Linked DNA regions of Mus musculus: region 1 is linked to region 2. Evidence: chromatin contacts called from public Hi-C data. All regions are on one chromosome and are shown on one strand. The core of a region is the stretch at or near the end of the contact, and the rest is flanking DNA. Distances in the headings are between cores, read along the strand shown. Region 1 holds the start of Taf1b (TATA-box binding protein associated factor, RNA polymerase I, B). Region 2 holds the start of Kidins220 (kinase D-interacting substrate 220).

Region 1 (3,469 bases), core at 594-3,093, 480 kb after region 2:
GAAATCTGTTATTGTCGGGCCAACACACTGCACCATGGTTCTGAACTCTACTTCCAGTGTTCCTGGCAATTTCATCCCCCCAAATTAAAAAACAATCAAACTAAAAATACACAGACAGTATCTATAAATAAGGAGAATTTAGTCTCTCTCTCTTTTTTTTAAGATTTGTTTATTATTATAAATAAGTACACTGTTGCTGTCTTCAGATGCACCAGAAGAGGGCGTCAGATCTCATTAGGGATGGTTGTGAGCCACAATGTGGTTACTGGGAATTGAACTCAAGACCTTTGGAAGAGCAGTCAGTGCTCTTACTGGCTGAGTCATCTTGCCAGCCTGAGTCTCGTCTCTTTAGTAGCATGAAATGCAGTAACTATTCCATAAAACTACTGAAATATACAGAGTGAGAACAAAGAAAGAAAGGTGGACAGGGCTAGATTGGAAACAAAGATATAGGTAAACTCTCTGGGAGAGCTGAGGGAGAAAAGGATGACCCACCGTATGGATGATCAAAGCAAACAAAGATTGAAAACACTGTTGACTTTTTCTTTGGGGCACTGAGGCAGATGTGTCGAGTTTTGATTTATTCATCCAACCATATAAAGGGTATCAACTGTATGAGTACCAAACGTTTAACTGGGTGCTTAGGGGTTCTACTGGAAGCAAAAGGAGCATATGGTCCACTTATGGTCTATATGGATTATAATTTTAGGTTTATCAATGTATTATATAGACATTATTACATTTGTCATGGATACAGATAGTATCTACTGTCTACCTTGAGTCCCTCTATCATTATTCTGTCAGTGCACACACAGAGAACTGGTTCCTAATTCTTTGGTGTTTGACTTATGGGTCAGCTACTGAATACACCCATCATGTTCACAGTGCATGCAAAGTGCAGCAGCTTCCTAACCACTCTTACAGTGAGGTGTGGGCACGTGTGCTGGATAGTTTTGTGTCAGCTTGACACAAACTGAAGATATCTGAGATGAGGGAAGCTCAATTAAGAAAAATACCTCCATACCATCAGGTGGCAGGTAGGCCAGTAAGGCACTTTCTTAATCAGTGATTGATGAGGGAGGGTCCATCCCATTGTGGGTGGTGTCACCTCTGGGCTGGTAGCTCTAGGTTTTACAGAACCTGGTAAGCTGACCAAATCATGAGGAGTAAGCCAGTAAGCAGCACCCCTCCATGGCCTCTGCATCAGTTCCTGCCTCCAAGTTCCTGCCCTGTTCTTTAGATGATGAACAATCATATAGAAGTGTTAGCCCTTTTCTCCCCAGCTTGCTTTTTTGGTCATGGTGTTTCATCGCTGCAATAGAAACCCTAAGATAGCAAGCACATTAGAACGTCCTCGGCAAGAGTCTGGTGTCCGTACCCTAGACAGGCTGACAGGGATTACTTGGAGGCAACCCAAGTTCCAGGTCCTGCTCTTCCTCACGCGCAACCAGCATCAAAGGGAGCTTTGCTGGGTGGTCTCCTCCAAGGAGCCACGGGGGTGGCCAACCCACAAGCCCACAGTTTCATCCTCTTTCTGGCCCACGGCCCCTCTGAACAAACACTCCACCCAATCCCACCCGCAACCTCCCAGAGCGGACAAGCAGCCAGGTTCCGGGGCCCAAGTGGCCACCGCCCCTTCGCTCCGCCCCCTATGCGGGTCACCGCCCCGAGCCGACGCCTGCCCTGGGCGCTGCTCCTCCTCCTCCTGGCTATCCCTGGCCCATTGAGTTAGGGAACGCGAGTGGGAGCTGCACGCGTTCCTCTAGGTCCTTACCACCTCCTCCACATCCATCGAGGCTCCGCTGCAGACACCGTTACCCAAACAGCAAGCGCCGCTTCCGGGAGAGACGGGGAGAGCGCTCCGGTCGGAAACACAGCCTCTGCCTTTGCGTTCCAGGAGTCTTCTGTGCTGCCCTTGTGGGACTCAAGACCCAGGTTTCTGGCAGGCAGTACAGGACCAGGACCAGGCCCCAGTGACAGAGCTCAGACCTACGAGGATTTTCTGTGGTTTTGTTTTTGTGGCTCTGGCTTTCCCGGAACTCAGCTCAGGAGACTACACTGGCCTTGAACCCCACCTGCCTCTGCTTCCTGAGAGCTGGGATTAAAGGCGTGTGCCATGACTTCCGGCTTCTGGGTTTTACAAAATGTGTTCTCAGTGTTTGAACACAGGTTGTTGAACTAGAACTGGTTGTCTATTTGAAATTTTTTTTAACTTCCCAGATCCTAGGAACCAAACCCTCCTAGTGCATGCTCGCCAAGAACTCCACACCACTGAACATCCCCAGACCAAGATTTCTAGTCATAACTCTATTTCTTTCTTGTACCTTCACCTCCTCCTGTGTAAAAAATATATGTTTGCCTATGAATATAATTATGTCTCGTTTAATAAATTCTTAATACATTTATCTCTTGTTCCCTCGTTGAACACACTAATCCCCTGCTTCATTCCATAAACTAAAGTTGTTTTAGATTTTCCTGTGAACAAAATAAGTCTCCACCTTTGTGAACATTTATATCTGTTTATTTAATTGTTTTTGCTTATTTGTTTCCAGACAGGGTTTGTCTGAGTAGTCCTGTCTGTGTTGGAACTCACTTTGTAGATCAGGCTGGCCTTGAAGTCAGAGACATGTGTTTGCCTTTGCCTCCTGAGTGCTGGGATTAAAGGCCTGTGCCACCAGAGCCTGACATTTGTTTTAGATACTAAAAATTCTTTCCAGGGGCAGTAGAGAAGAGCTGAGATGGATTTCAGATGATAAGGTCCCCAGCAGGGTAGGCTGGGATATGTCAAGGATCCTGCAGCACTCTGGAGAACAAAGGAAACTCTTGATATTATAGATGTTAGAGGGAAAGGATCTCCAAGCCCAGAGGAGAGGGGGTCTCTGCAATTTGCAAATTAATGAAGGTACTAAAAATAAAGGGTCATAATTTAGAAAGCTAAACCTATTTTGCCTCCTCCCACCTTGGGACTACTACGTGCTAGGAGTTTAGTAGTTTACAGAGGTACTAAATAAAGTGAGGCTAATTGACTTTAATATCAATACTATGGTAGGAAGAGACAAAAATAAGAAAATCATGGGTTTGGAGAGATGGTTCAGCAGCTAAGAGAGCACTGGCATCTCTTGTAAGATTTCAGTTTGATTCCCAGCACCCACATGGCAGCTCACAACTATCTGTACTCTAGTTCCTGGGGATCAGGTGCCATTATCTACTGACGTGGGTACCAGGCACAGACATGGTGTACACATACATGCAGGCAAAACATTTACACACATAAAATAAAAATGAAATAGGGAAGAATAAGGAAGACATGTTAAATGCAGTGAGAGGGGTGGTCTGGAAAGGTCTCACTGAAGAAGGATCTTTAATGCAGATACACATTTTTTGTTTGAGAATCTGTTTTATGAAAAACCCTAAGCCAGTACATTTAAATTTTCTTTCCAAACAGGGTTGCTCCGTGTAGTCTGGGCTG
Region 2 (3,204 bases), core at 667-3,166:
TTTCTGCTTGTGCCTTCCAAACATTCAGGAATTCAGTGAAGAAAAATAAAACTGACATTCTTCAACAAAAGCTGGAAAAGGGGATGGCAGGCTCACACGGGATCATATATAGAAAAATATAATTTAGCAGTGCATGCATACACAATATAGACTTAAAAAAAAAAAAAAAGAATCAGAACTCTAGGCACAAGTTAGGGACCAAAACAGACAGCCTACAGGAAAGGAATCAGGCAATTAAAGTGGAAAAGAAATGCAAGACATTACGTTTAACCAAATAGAATTCCCAAAGTTTGAATTTTGGACAGAACAAAATATCCAGAGATAAGGAAAATAATAAACGACCATGTGACTGGGAAAGAAAAACAATGTTAGTGTTGTTGTCATGAACACCAGAGAAAGAGCACCCATGCGTGCAGGGATGGAAGGGAAAGAAAAGAGGAGAGGTGGGAGGAAATGGGAAAGTCTAGGAAAGAAGGCAGCAGGCATTTCGTTACATATGTGTGCCCCTTCCAACCAGCCACCTTAGAATTGATTGGGGCTGTGGGGATACCCTTAAAGAGCTGATAACTAGAGAATGATGTAGTGGCACAGGGGCCTGGGAGGCAGAAGCAGGCTGATCTCTATCAGTTCCAAGCAGACCAGGGCTACATATTAAGAAGACCAGGGAGGGAGAGGAAAAAAAGGAGAAGAGGGGGATGAAGGAGGAGGAGAAAAAGGAGGGAGGGAGGGAGGGAGGGAGGGAGGGAAGGAGGGAAGGTAGAAAAAAATGAAAAAGAGAAAAGAATTTATGGAAACGAGATGCCAAAGATAAATCTGGAAACCATTCTCAGAGTGTTTAAAAGGATTCTCAAACTGGTGTGCAATTATTTGTCTCCTGACCCAAATAGTCCCATTTTTGCAGGCCTGTGGTGAAGCTCAGAAACAAATTTTTAACAAGGACCCCCAAGTCGGTCTGATCAAGTTGACTGACTGTCGTTGTAAAGCTTGAGAACAAAGAACGCACCTTGCCACAGCATTTCCAGTCTTGGCTCTGAACCAGACACCCAACTGCCCTTAAAAATAGATTATGTGTCTTTTCCTTTTACTGTAGACGCTTTGTTTTTTCGTAGCGTCAAAAAGAGAGCGGGGGACTAACCCATCAGAATCACCTCCAAGAGGTTTTTCCTCAGCCACACCCCACACCAAGAAATGGGAAGCTCTGAAAAGCAAAACCGGTGCATTTTTAGCAAGCACCTCTAGGGGGCAGAGAGCTCCACAAACAGTTATTAATGAGAAAATGGTCTAAAATGGTTTAAACGTGAAGACAACCTAGGGAAAAAAAATGTATACAAATCCCCACAAAGCAAACATGGACGCGTTCTATTCGGGGGCTTGCGGGCATCTTGCAAGGCGTTTAAAAGCCTGCACAGGACAATGGGGGCAGTGGGTTCGGCAATTTAGCACAGAAGAAAACAACTTCTCCTCCCTGGAAAGCAAAGCAACCAAGAAGGTAAGGCTCAGGGGCACCGGCTGCGGGACTCACTAAGTGATGGGTGTGACAACAAGGAAAGCGGCCTGGGCCTGGAGTCAGTGCCCACGGGAGAACGCCGCACCGGAGCGCCTGCCTTCCGCGCTTGGCTGCACCGACCTCGCCCGACGCCCGGACGCCCCGCACCCAGCCTCCGATCCCGGCCCCCTCCCCCTCTCCGGTGCCACCGACAGACTCGTCTCCCTTTCCCCTCCCCCCTCCCCCAGCCTCGGACACTGTCGCTCTGCCTCACCCGACCTCTCCGCCTCCGCACTGACCGTGTCACGGCCTGGCCGAAGACGGCGCCCTCAGCTCTGCAGAACAGCGCCGCAGACCTTGTCAGAGGACAAGACGCCAAGAGCACACAGCTATGCCCGCACCACGCCCGGCGGCCATCTTCCTAGGAGTCAGGAACTGACAGGTCACGTGGTCGTGTGGTGGGCGGTGCTCCTTGTGGCCACGCCTCCTGGAGGGGGCAGTGTGGGAGGAGTTGCAGGTGCTGAAGTGGCTTGGACGCCCTTCCCTCTATTTTAAAGGAATGGAAACATTGCTTCTTTGCCTGGTTTGGCTTCAGATGGTTTGGGTTGGGTTAGGTTGGGTTGGGTTGGGTTGGTTTTGATACAGAGTCAAAGTCGCCCAAGCAGGCTTCAAACTTGCTATGTAGCCAAGAATGACCTTTACGCTCCCGATCCTCCTGCCTCCACCTCCCAGCTGACCCAGCTAAATTAGTGTATTTTTCACAGGTGCCCCAGGCAATATTTTTCCCTGTCATTCGCGCTTTTGAAAGTTAATTTATAACCCGTACCTGGCATTATAAGCAATAATTCAGAGAAATAAACAACAATTACAACTTTGGAAGCCATTGCCCACTTTGCAAATGAAAGTCGCTTAGTTCCTCCTTCCAGGGTCCAGAAGTCCGAAATCTGCCTTCTCCATCATCGGAAGAATGCACTGCCTCCGCAGACGTCCATACTGCCTCCTTCCAGCTGAGGACCCCCCGCCCCAACCCCCCAAGGCCCTTCCAGACTTTGCTCTTCCCACCTCTGCAGAAGTATCACCAAATGCTATTAACTGATCCCTGACCACCATCAGCAACCCCATCCTGGCAATATTCCCTTCAAAGGGCCTCCTGACACCCATTTCCTAGTCTTCTTCCAGGCATGGTACTCCTTCCCAGGTTCCACCTACCTTAATTAATTCAGAGTTCCAGAGTTCTGCCCACGGTCAGTCTCATCCCCAATATGGCCGATATTATAGGCTCCCTCCTGATCCATCTCCGGAAGTGAGTGGGACCCCCACAGGAAGTGGAAAGTTATCTCACATATCACCCCATACTGTCTAAGCAGTTCCTGTGTTAATCACTCAGATCTATTTTAAACCTTTTACTCCCCCATGGGCTGCCGACTCTCTCAACTCCTCTCCCTACCCAGAACTCTTCTTATCTGTCAGGACACTAAGCACTTCTCAGTTAAACTCTTCAGTACTGCCCCCCCCATCCGTGGAGCCCGTTCCCCACAGCACCTGGGAGTGAGGCTCTTGGAAGGCGTGCCCTCACAGACCTTGCCCTGTTCTGCCTGCCTTCCCCTTCAAACCCTGCCAGGGCAAACTGGCCAGTATTTTCTGCTAATAGACACACTGGGCTTCGTGGTACACACCTTTGCCCTCAGCACTCAGAAGCAGAGGCAGGGGGAATCTCT

What was found. A called contact is a pair of places that touch in the nucleus more often than the background predicts.
Region 1: a Hi-C map of erythroblasts shows a contact between it and region 2, with 2.9 times the contacts expected there. The contact joins the promoter of Taf1b here to the promoter of Kidins220 in region 2. A contact is called at or near these places in 7 of 39 promoter capture datasets (the 3T3-L1 cell line, cranial neural crest, embryonic stem cells and 4 more), 1 of 484 Hi-C or Micro-C datasets (erythroblasts) and 2 of 115 datasets of contacts at active chromatin or transcription factors (cardiomyocytes and large pre-B cells).

Annotation. Positions count from the first base shown.
Region 1 is chr12:24,496,955-24,500,423 of GRCm38.p6, reverse strand. It overlaps Taf1b (TATA-box binding protein associated factor, RNA polymerase I, B), which reads right to left and starts at 1,843. Exons shown (of 15, transcript NM_020614.2): 1 at 1,775-1,843. The coding sequence starts at 1,792.
Region 2 is chr12:24,973,644-24,976,847 of GRCm38.p6, reverse strand. Kidins220 (kinase D-interacting substrate 220) reads right to left here and starts at 1,916. Exons shown (of 32, transcript NM_001081378.1): 1 at 1,786-1,916. Gm36236 (a long non-coding RNA gene) reads left to right here and starts at 1,251. Exons shown (of 2, transcript XR_381341.3): 1 at 1,251-1,489; 2 at 1,735-3,204.